Regions from separate parts of the Mus musculus genome. Here region 2 is linked to region 1. Evidence: chromatin contacts called from public promoter capture Hi-C data. All regions are on one chromosome and are shown on one strand. The core of a region is the stretch at or near the end of the contact, and the rest is flanking DNA. Distances in the headings are between cores, read along the strand shown.

Region 1 (5,307 bases), core at 1,933-4,432:
GAACTGTCCACGGGCCCTGGACTGAGGATTCAGGTTCAAGTACCCTTTACCTTGTAGTAACAGGCAAATGAACCTTTGAGTGGGGTAAATGCCCTTAGGGAGAGGACTTTATAAGTAGGACGTCTCTTCCTATGACCAGTGTTTGGCATTTCTCCCCATGTATCTGCAATAGAGGAGGATGGCTGTGATGGCTCTCATGGCATAAATCCTGGACTCAGACCCAGAAGGTTTCCTTCTATTCTGCAAATACAAACTGGCTAAGGGACACTGCTGTCCTGTGCTCAGGTTGTATTCTGATGTACATTCAAGGAAGTGGTTCATACTATAGATGGTGTAGCCAAGGAAGACATGCATTGCTTCAAGTCTTGAGTGCCCCATTGACAATAGTTTGGAGGAAGGACATCAACAGGTAACTAGCCTGGTATTATATCCTGACGCAGAGACTGAGCCAAGTAGGGTGGAGTCTTAACAGGTTTTAAGACTGTAAGAAACAGATGTAGTGAGCGTGGTGGTGCACGCCTTTAATCCCAGCACTCGGGAGGCAGAGGCAGGTGGATTTCTGAGTTTGAGGCCAGCCTGTTCTACAAAGTGAGTTCCAGGACAGCCAGGGCTATACAGAGAAACCCTGTCTCGAAAAACCAAAAAAAAAAAAAAAAGAAGAAGAAGAAGAAGAAAAGATAAAAGAAACAGATATATCTTATCCATGGGGGCATTCCAAGACTCCCAGTAGATGCTGTAAACTTAAGGGGGTGCCAAGCCCTGTGTGTTACTGTGCATACACACCTGTGGCAAGTTTGGAAGTTGACATAGTGGAAGGTTCAGAGTAATGAAGCCAGATACACTGCAATAGAATCAGGGATATTGTACCTTACTATAGGGCTTAGCAACCTCAGCACAGGTTCCTAAGTTCGCTTCACAGGGCCTCTGGCATCACTACTGCTGCACTTTGGGGATACTGAGACAAGAAAGCTACAGCGTGTCAAATGAGGAAATAGGGAAGCTGAGGAGTTCACACCCAAGGCTGATGAGAGCAGCATAGTATAGTTATTAAATGGTTAGTGTGAGATAGCCTCATAGCCCAGGCTGGTGGCCCTGAACTGGCTGTGTAGCTGAGGATAACCTTGAATTTAAGATCCTTCTAAGCCCTGTGGTGCCGTGCCTTAATAGGCCAGCATTCTACCAAACTGCTGCATCCTGACCATTTTAGTTTCTTGTTACATAGCTTGGCTAGCCTAGAACTCACTATGTAGACCAGGCTGGCCTCAAACTTAAGATCCACTTATCTCTGCCTCTCCAGTGCTGGGATTAAAGATATGTACCACCACACCCAGCTTTTTAGTTTTTGAGATGAGTTTCACTGTGTAGCCAAGGCTGGTAGTCTCCATGTCTCACTCTTCCAAGAGCTGGTATTACATGAGTCACCACACCCGGCTAATCGTACACAAATCTGAATTATTTATGGACTTCTATTTAATAACTGGGTTGTGGGTAGCTGAAAGCATGGAAAGTCAGCACCGTTGTGGGGAGTGCTGCTTTATACCTCCATCTCAGTCCCTCTGCTGTGCTGGCTGCCACTCTACATTCCTGTTTCAGGCCCTCTGCGGCTCTCCTAGGCTGTGTGTTCCAGTGGCTCCCTGCTGCCTTGCCAGCCCTATTCAGGAAGAAAGGTACCATATCACTCTGGGCTCTGGCCTCAGCAGCTACATCTGCCCCACCTAAAACTGTTTTGGACTCTCCACGACCAGTGTTTGCTATTTTCCTACAAGACTGTGGCAGTAGTGTGGCTGCCTTGGTACCCTACATATAACATGAGAGTAGACTTAATCCCAAAGGAACTCTGCAGTGGGGGAGCTGTGAGTCGTGGAGCCTCCTGTGGGCCCTAGAGGCCCTAGAGGTTCTGAGCGTTCTATGTTAGGGGCTGTAGGACAAGATTAAAGTCGGGCGAATTTAACTGAACTGTGTGCCTAATGCAGAGGGCCAGCTGGATACTTACTTACCTGAGAGCGGAAAGGAGTTTGTATCCACTCTGCTCTCCACTGTGAGGTCACATCACTGCTATCTTACCAACGCTGGAAGACCCTGAGCTACGTCTTCTGGCATGGAATGACCAACAGGACAGAAATCTGAGAGAAAATCTATCACTGTTTATGCTGTTGAAAAGCTGTTTCTACATTAAGGCACTCGACCCTGAGCTGTGGGCGAGCCAAGGAGTCCCAGGCCTACAAGCAGTGTTGTAGGGAGGAGGTGGCTGAAGGACTCTGGGTTATGGCTCTACAGAAGGAGATAGCAACAACCAAGGGAAGAAGGCTCCCACTATCTTGGTCTGGGGAGGGGTGGACGATGGAGAAGAGCCTCCGGACTGGGGGCGGCTCTGGGGGAATCGTCAGCCAGCACCCTGTTCAGGCCCTGAATAAGCTTCCAAAGTAAATGTTGCTGCCTTGTGGAGTGGCTAAGGCAAGCAGTGGGGTTTGACCATGTTCTTACTCAAAACATTAAAACTGATCTGCTAGGGGAAGCCAATGCAGATGCCTGCAGCATCCTTGGAGGGCCGGTCCACCTTAAACAGCTGCGTCCTGGCGCGGGCAGGTGGGCTTGCTCGCGGGTGGGTGGTGAGCATGCGCAGCCTTTCTAGTCAAGGCCAGAGCAGGGTTCAGTCACTTTCCCTAGGACACCAGCTTTCCGAAGGCGTTCCTAGGTCTCTTACACACGGCCTCAATCAAGCCTGCGGCCTGAGCCAGGACACAGAGGAACTCGGTGACCTAACTCTTAGTGTGTGGAGGGCTGAGAACTGGCTAAGGTTTGGATAGCCATGATACCCCTACCTTGTCATAGAAATCTCGCTCACACCCCAGTGACTGCCAGGGGACCTTCAGCCTGTCCCGGGACTGTGATTGGAGAGCATGTAGGCCCAAGAGAGCTCCCGGGTTAGGGCCTGCGGTAGCAAGGAAAAAAAAAAAAAGGAAAGAAAGGAAGAGACAGACAAGAAAGAGAAAAAGAACATGCTTTCCGTTGTCCTGTCGGTCCAGATGGGCGCTGCGCGTGCGTGGGGTGTCGGGCTACCCCGCAAAAGAGGAGTTGGCCGCCCGGCGCTCCACCCTCAGCCCGCCCCCGCCGCGGCCCTGCCGCCGGGTCCACCTTAAGGGGCGCGCTGACATCAGCGCGCCGCCGCCGCCCGTGGGGTGGGATTTCCTCCACTGCCGCTGCGGCGGATCCTGCGCCGCGTCCAGCCCGCGCGCCCGACCCCGGCCCGACCCGGCCGGCCCCGCCCGCCCGGCCCGGGGAGGGATGCGGCGGCGCGGCGCCCAGGATGCCCCGCAGCCCCGGGACGCGCCTCAAACCCGCCAAGTACATCCCGGTGGCCACGGCCGCCGCGCTGTTGGTTGGTTCCAGCACACTCTTCTTCGTATTCACGTGAGTCGGCGCCGGGTCCAGAGCCTGGTAGCAGCGGGTGGGGGTAGGGAGGTTGGGGGTGGGAGCCGAAGGGGCGCACGTGCCCCACGGGGGCGGCGGTGGGCTGGGCGGATTAGCAGGTTGCGGCGAGGGGCTGCGTCCCCGGAGCACGGACAGGTGAATGCCTGCCTCTGAGCGTTCTAGCAGGCCCTGGGTGTGGTTGCAGCCTTTCATTCCCTCGGGGCTTTGAAGGGGGACGCGTGTCACCTACAGACACCAACCTTCCTAGGGGGAGGGGGGGAGTAGGAGCTGTGAGCCCCCTCGTCGCGGCCAGCATGTAAAATCAACTTATTTCTGTGTTTCTCAGCGTAGGTGTGGCCTGCCCCACAGCCGTGACTGGCCACTACAGCCTACTCAAGGCCCTCAGCCCTCCCTGAACACAACACTGAGAGGCTTCTATCCTACACTTCTAAGTCTGGAGCACAAAAGACCTCAGAGGCTAGGCTGCCAGTCGTGGGGAGGGAGCACTCTTTGCCAGCCTGGCACTAGGCAGCCTCAATTTCTTACCCCGGGCTGGCTCATAGGTCATGGGGTTCTGAATCTCGGACCACTCGTTTCTTTCTACAATTCCAAAGCCTTGACACAACTCAGGTGACCAAAGGGATGGCCATTTGTTTCCAGGTGTGACAGCCCCAGGTGTAAGTGAGCCTGAGCCACCCTTTCCACTTTGTAGAAACATATAGCAGCCTTTGTAGGAGTCTGAATTCAGTGCCTGTTGTGGGAGGAGAGTCCTTACCTGGAGGCTGGGGTTGGGTATGTGCCACTGGCTGCAAAGAGCAAGTTTAAAAAAGGCCTGTGTGGACGGGCTTATTTCTGGCTCCAGGGAAAGTCTGTGTTCTTGTCACTCAGATGTTGTGGATTGTGGACTAAGGAAGGGCTTGGGGAGCTAAGACTGGAGGGGACATATCTTGGAAAATTCGGTCTTCCAGAGGTCTTGAGTGGGGTTCTGTTTCAGTGCAGAGAGGGTGTCACAGGGACATTTCGATGTCTTTTAACATAACTCTAAAATTAAGACATGCAATATGGGAATCAAAGTTTTAAGAGAAATTAAAATCCTCTCCCCCTGCTTTCTCTCCTCAGAGAATGTAAGTAGTTTCAGAGGATTCAGAGGACCCAGGTGGTTCCTGGAAACTTGACTCTGCCTCAAGCTTTGGTCTCTGAGGTTGCTACCGTTTTTTCTGGGCAGTGCTTCCTCTGTGTTCTTGAAGCTAGTGTTCTGGGGCTGTGCATGTGGGTGCTCTTGAGGTTTGGGGTTCTCTTTAAGGGACAGCTACTCTGACTTGAACTGGCTCTGCAGTTGGCATGACTGGGGCCCTGTTCAGTCTGTGTGCATCCTCATCTGCCCCTTGGATGAGTTCCTGAGATGTGGGTATTGCTGACCTGACACTCAGGTGGCTCTGTTCTCAGAAGAGGCTCTGCTGGACAGCTGTGCTCGTTTGGGCAGTGCCAGGGTATAGGCAGGTCTGGTGGCCAGCCTGGAGTAGGTGTCTTTTTCAAGATAGAATCCCTGTCCTCTCATTGCCTCCCTCCTGCCCTGTTTCTGGCTCCGTCCACTGACACCTCAGACACCAAGAAAAGGAAGCAGTCGCTCAGCCTACCTTTGGGGCCTAGATCGGGTCCTGAAACTTTACCTGGCGTAAGTGACCCTTAGATCTCCTCTTTGTGAGTCTGAACTGCTTCTCTCAAGGTGCGGAGGAGAATCTGGTCAGTCAAGAAGGGGAGCCCGCCGGGCGGTGGTGGCGCATGCCTTTAATCCCAGCACTTGGGAGGCAGAGGCAGGCAGATTTCTGAGCTTGAGGCCAGCCTGGTCTACAAAGTGAGTTCCAGGACAGCCAGGGCTATACAGAGAAACCCTGT
Region 2 (5,807 bases), core at 1,068-3,567, 1.0 Mb after region 1:
CAGCTCAATAATGCAAAACCCTGTTGCTCTCAGTCCACAACAGCTGACTCCTAGAGGATCAGAGACTGCACTTATTAACAAAATGAGAAATCTGATCTGTGGAAAGAAAACACTATGTGAGGATTAATCTAGAATTGCAGCTTGTGGAAAAGGCTAGGCTGCTGGCCAAGACCAGGAAGTGCGGAAGGAAGGAACCCTGTCTACCTGTCCTCAGAGCAGGTACTATGCAGCAGAACAGGCTGCACCGCCCCTGCCCTGTTTGCACCTCTTCTCCTTCTAGCAATTACAGCAAATCATTTTGGTTCTGCTTTAAACACAGGGCTCCCTCGAGCTGCTTCTTCCTACACGCAAAGCCAACAATCAGAGGGAGATTTTTTTCTTTTCAGGAATTGCTCGTAAAAGCTCAGTGACTAATGTACAAGTCCCAACAACTGGCAGGAAAACACTGCAGGAAGAAATTCTGGGCACACAGCCGAACTCAAACAGCCAGACAAGCTGGCCAACAAGCACTCTCAACACCTTACAACTAACCTGCAGAAAGCCAGGAGCCAAATTAGTAAACTGAATGAACAGCATTGCTCCCCTCGCAGCAAGCAGGCAGGCAATGCAAAGACTGGACAACTTTTCCCAAGTCTACCCTGTAGGTTTCAGAGGTTTTCATTAAAAAACTGCATAGGACAGAAAGATCACCTGCAGGCACATGACTTCTTGCAAAAACCTTAGTGGGAAGGTTTGGCCACACATTTGTCTCTAGAGGCCAGCCTGAGGCTGGACCATCTGCTTTCTTTCAGACTACTCCAGGAGCTCTGCTCCACCCAGCATACTTTTTCGAGAGACAGAGCTACAGAGTGGTTACACAGACTACGATCCTAAAAATGTCTGCTTGAAAGCCAGGGATTCCAGATACGGGCAGATAACAGTGGAGGGGCAAGGCCAGGAGGAATCAGAAGCAATAATGTGGCATCCCTCTAGGGTTTGCCTCCATCCCACCAACCTTTGTCCTAGATTGGAAATCCCAAGTTCAGCCTAGAAGATGAGCCCCTCCACGACCTGCCGAATCTCCTGGTCCTAGGTGCAAAAGCCACAGCTAGCAAACCCCAGTAACAGTCCAGTCACAGGATTCCTATAGGCAAGGATCCGCCCCTCCCCCATCGCCACATATGTCAGTGGGGGTGGCCTCTCAGTGTTACACCCCTCCTGCTGATTGAAAGTGAGGAACCTGGAACACAGCTTTCCAAATGCGCCTGACAATTATAACTAGAAAAGATACTGTGAAGAGGGGGATAGAACACATAAGTAAATAACTTCTGAATCTCTCCGGCCAGCCAAGATCAGCACGGGACTCTCGTCGCAAGGTAGTCCAAAACTGTTCAGGGCGCGGCCGCTGAGAGTATTATCTGGCCTCAATCACTCCAAGTACCTAAGTCACTGCCCCCCAGGGAGAGGTATTTTCCCCCAGCACTTACACCCAGGCTTGTGTGCATATGAACCATTCTGGAAGATAAACAGAGAATGACAAGCTAGGGCCCCTCAGCTCACTCCCTGAGCCAGCCAGTCCCTTCCTCTTGCCACCCGACCCCCTCCCCCCAAGCCCATCTCTCTTCCTGCCAGGCGGCTGCCTCCAGCAAAGGTCTGGGGGCAGGGCAGAAAGCCCACCCAGCCACGGAGCCGGGCCCTCTAAGCCCTACCCTGTCCCTGACACGGCCAGTCCCCCAGCCAGGAAGGGTACTCGAGGAAAAGGACTGCAGACCATACACACAAGCGCAGTTCTGGAAACCGTAAAGCGTTCCAGTGAGGGGCAGCCGCAGGCGTACAGCCGTTTGCATAATGGGAGAACGCCCGCCTGTCAGGCAGCATAGCTCGCCCGACGCCGTTCGGATTAGATTGCTAATGAAAAGGCACAAAGAGCCGGCGCCCGCTACCCCGTCGACCCCCGCTCCACAGACTCGCGTCCCCGGACTGGCGCGGCCCTGGGGGCTTTGTGCCCGGAGTCCCCGTGCCGGCCGCAACCCGCCGGGCACCTGAACCACAAAGCCCCCGCCCGTCCAGGGTCCCGCGTGCGCCTCGGTTCGAGACTAGGGGCCGTGCGCGCGCTCCGTCCCACGCGCGCCCACGCCCCCCTCTCCGGGGGCGCGCCCGGCCCGCGTCGCCCTCCCTCGAGGACACCGCTTACCTCAGGTGCCTGCCAGAGGCCCCTCGTCTTGGGCGCCCGACCTGAGCTGCACGCGCCCGCCCTGTCCGCCCTCCGCCGGCCCCCGCTCGGCTCTCCGCCCAGCGCGCCCAGAGCGCTGCTCACAGCCGCCCGCTCCGCGCCATCTTGGAAGCTTGTGACGTCAGCTCCACCCGCTCACCCCTGACCCACATCTGAATGGGCGAGCGACAGGGCGGACCTGGAGGCGGACCCTTGTGGGGGCGGAACCCTGAGGCTGGGCGGGGCCGCCGAGGGGTCTGAGTCCAGGGATGGGCCAGTGGCTGCGGCAGAGTGTAATGGGGGAGGGGCGCACGGGAGGTCGCCTACAGGGTCCCGATGCAGGCGCCAGAACGGGATGGCAACCTCACCTCAAAATACTTGACGGGCAACACCCAGCGAAACAAGAATCCTGCTCTTTACCACGGGTCTATGCCCAGCCCTCAAACGGAAGACTGACCCGTTTTGAGCCTGACCCGGACCCTTCAGAACCCCCAACACTATCACCACCAACCCGGTTCAGGTGGCCTGCGCCTCTCCTCTTCCGCCCGTTTGAGCCCCTTGATCTACGCAGAGTATCTCAGTCTATAAAGTTTAGCACCCAAAGGCTGCTTGCTCCGCTGTCTGGGCTGCAGGAAGGCCTGCGTGGTTCTGATTTTAAAGGAGAAAAGAGGCCTGGGAGTCTTAACCCTAAACTTCTCCTAGGATCCTTACATCCACTCTCGCGAAGGTCGACCCGGATTGCGCAGAGGGCGGAGAGGTCCGTGTACACTCTGCTTACTTATCCAGAGTTCCGGTGACCGCCGCAGGTCACAGGAGTTTAGGCAGCCCAGTAAAGACCCAAGACTTGTGGCCATCCAAATGTATTGGGGTTCACACGGAGTTATTCTCTAGAGAGTTATTAGATGACCATCTCTCTACTTTGAACACTAAACACTAAAGCCCACCACTGTTAAAGGTCAGAAAAGTCCTAGCCAGAACCTACAGCTGTTCTATAGGGAGGTTGTGACCCAGAGTCAACATTGAAACCCAATTCAATAACCCTTCACAGAGGCAAGCATGCTTTCCGAATGTACAAGCTTAAAATAACAGATTAAAAAAAATTAAAATTCTTAGTTTACCCAATAGCTACATAGCTAATACATGATTGTTTTTACAACTATCATCTTTGAAACACCAAACAACAGAAATAGGAGTACATTTGTCCTAACAGATATTAAAGCAAATTATAAAGCTACTGCTGTCAATTATACTAGCCAAGACATAGAATACTATGCCTAAACATCCTAGAAATGGCGAAAACTCAATAGATTGAAAATGGGTGGCATGGGGCATGTCTTTAGTCCCAGAACTCTGAAGGCTGAAAGAGGCAGATCTCTGTGAATTAGAGCCAGTCTGACTACATAGTGACTTCCAGTTGAGCCAGGGCTACACAGTGAGCCTGCCTCAGAAAGGAAAAACAAAAAAGAACTATCAAGCACGTGTTAAAGGAATTGTCAATCATGAAGAACAGCTTAGAGGTGGGCTGTTTTGAAGACTTACTGAGCCAAGTGTGGTGGTCCTGCCACTCCCTAGGTGATGGTTACAGGAAGGAACATTTTTTTCAGTGGTTATAGTCACTGGTAAACTGACTCCTATAAATAATACACTGGTATTGCCCTGACTCCTATAAATAATCACCCACTTATTCCCCTGTAAGCAGTTCTAATTAAATTCACTAAATCACATAAAAAAGAAAGAGTATGGGGCTGGGGAGATGGCTTAGTGGGTAAGAGTACCCGACTGCTCTTCTGAAGGTCCAGAGTTCAAATCCCAGCAACCACATGGTGGCTCACAACCATCCTTAATGCAATCTGATGCCCTCTTCTGGAGTATCTGAGGACAGCTACAGTGTACTTACATATAATAAATAAATAAATCTAAAAAAAAAAAAAAAAAAAAAAAAAAGAAAGAGTAGAACTGAGACAAGCTGGGGAAAAGAATGGGGTCAGAGGCAGTGGGAAAGAAACAAAAGAGGGTAATGGGCTGATTGTGGTCCAAATATGCTATGTGACTATGTCATGAGACCCATTACTACATGTAATTAATATAGGCTAATAAAAAAATCCAGAGTGAGCCAGGCATGGTGGCGCATGCCTTTAATCCCAGCACTCAAGAGGCAGAGGCAGGTGGATTTCTGAGTTCGAGGCCAGCCTGGTCTATCTACAAAGTAAGTTCCAGGACAGCCAGGGCTATACAGAGAAAGCTTGTCTGGAACACAAAAAACAAAAAACAACAACAACAACAACAAAAAACAGAGTGAAAGGCAGAGCTACAATTGTAAGATTCAGCTGTGCCACCCCTGGGGTAGTTAGGTTAGCTGGTACCTGAGGTACCACTAAGTCAGCACAACCATGTTTATCTTATACTTTTTTACCTTTTTATAACTTTTTTTCATACAATATATGATCATTCTTTCCCCTTCCCCCAGCTCCTACCTACTCAAATCTATACCATTCCACACACACACACTTAAAAAAAAAAAAAAGTCTCACACTGCAACTTTGTCCAGGAACTCTATATATAGACCAAACTGACTTCAAACTCAGAGATCATGCTGGGCGTGGTGGCGCACGCCTTTAATCCCAGCACTCCGGAGGCAGAGGCAGGTGGATTTCTGAGTTCAAGGCCAGCCTGGTCTACGAAGTGAGTTCCAGGACAGCCAGGGCTACACAGAGAAACCCTGTCTCGAAAAACAAAAACAAAAAAAAAAAAAAAAACAAAAAAACTCAGAGATCTTCCTGCTTCTGCCTCCTGAATGCTGGGATTAAAGGTGTGCACCAACAACGTCTCCTGGGCCCTCTTCTCTCTCTTTAAAAAATAAACAAAACCAAAAACCTAATACCACATCCACACAAAAACTTCACAAAATCAGAAACCAAAACAAGCAAAAGACTAAGCCAACATAGTGGCACATGCCATTAGTTCCAGCTCTTGGAAAGCAAAGGCAGGTGGATTGCTGTGAGTTTGAGGCCAGCCTGGTCTACATAAAGAGTTCCAGGACAGCAAGAGCTACATAGTAAAACACTGTCTCAAAAAAAAAAAAAAAAGTGCTTAGACAAAGCAATCTGAAGAAAAAACATGCTAAAACACCATTCAGTTTATATTGTGTTGGTCATCGACTCCTGGGCATGTGGACTGCCCTGAAGTGTGACAAATATTAATCAGTGAGACTCCGTTAGAGAAGACTGATTTTTTTTTCCAATTGCAGATAGCATCTTGGTTAGGGGTGCAAGTTTTTGTGTCCACATCCCCCTCTCTGTAGTGGAACCCCATCTGGCTTAAGCTTGCACAAGCCCTGTGCATGCGGCCACAGTCTGGGCGTTCATATGTGTATCAGTGCTGTTGTATCTGGAGGACACGGATTCCTGGGAACCATCCATCCATCGCCTCTGGAACTTACAGTCTTCCAGCCTTCATTATGAATAGGTTCCAAAGTCCTTAGAGGAGAGTTAGATGAAGACAATCTATTTAGGACTATGTGCTCCAAAATTTCTCACTCTCTATACATTTTCCAGTTGTGGGTCTCTGTGTTAGTTCCCAGGAAGCTTCTCTGATGATGGCTTCACTGATCTGTTGG

The links. Promoter capture Hi-C pulls out the DNA fragments that hold promoters and counts their contacts.
Region 2: a promoter capture Hi-C map of liver shows a contact between it and region 1, with 5 times the contacts expected there. The contact joins the promoter of Hic2 here to the promoter of Zdhhc8 in region 1. A contact is called at or near these places in 2 of 39 promoter capture datasets (cranial neural crest and liver) and 1 of 115 datasets of contacts at active chromatin or transcription factors (pancreatic cancer cells).

Annotation. Positions count from the first base shown.
Region 1 is chr16:18,233,011-18,238,317 of GRCm38.p6, reverse strand. It overlaps Zdhhc8 (zinc finger, DHHC domain containing 8), which reads left to right and starts at 3,182. Exons shown (of 11, transcript NM_172151.4): 1 at 3,182-3,411. The coding sequence starts at 3,308.
Region 2 is chr16:17,230,097-17,235,903 of GRCm38.p6, reverse strand. Hic2 (hypermethylated in cancer 2) reads right to left here and starts at 2,317. Exons shown (of 3, transcript NM_178922.3): 1 at 2,174-2,317.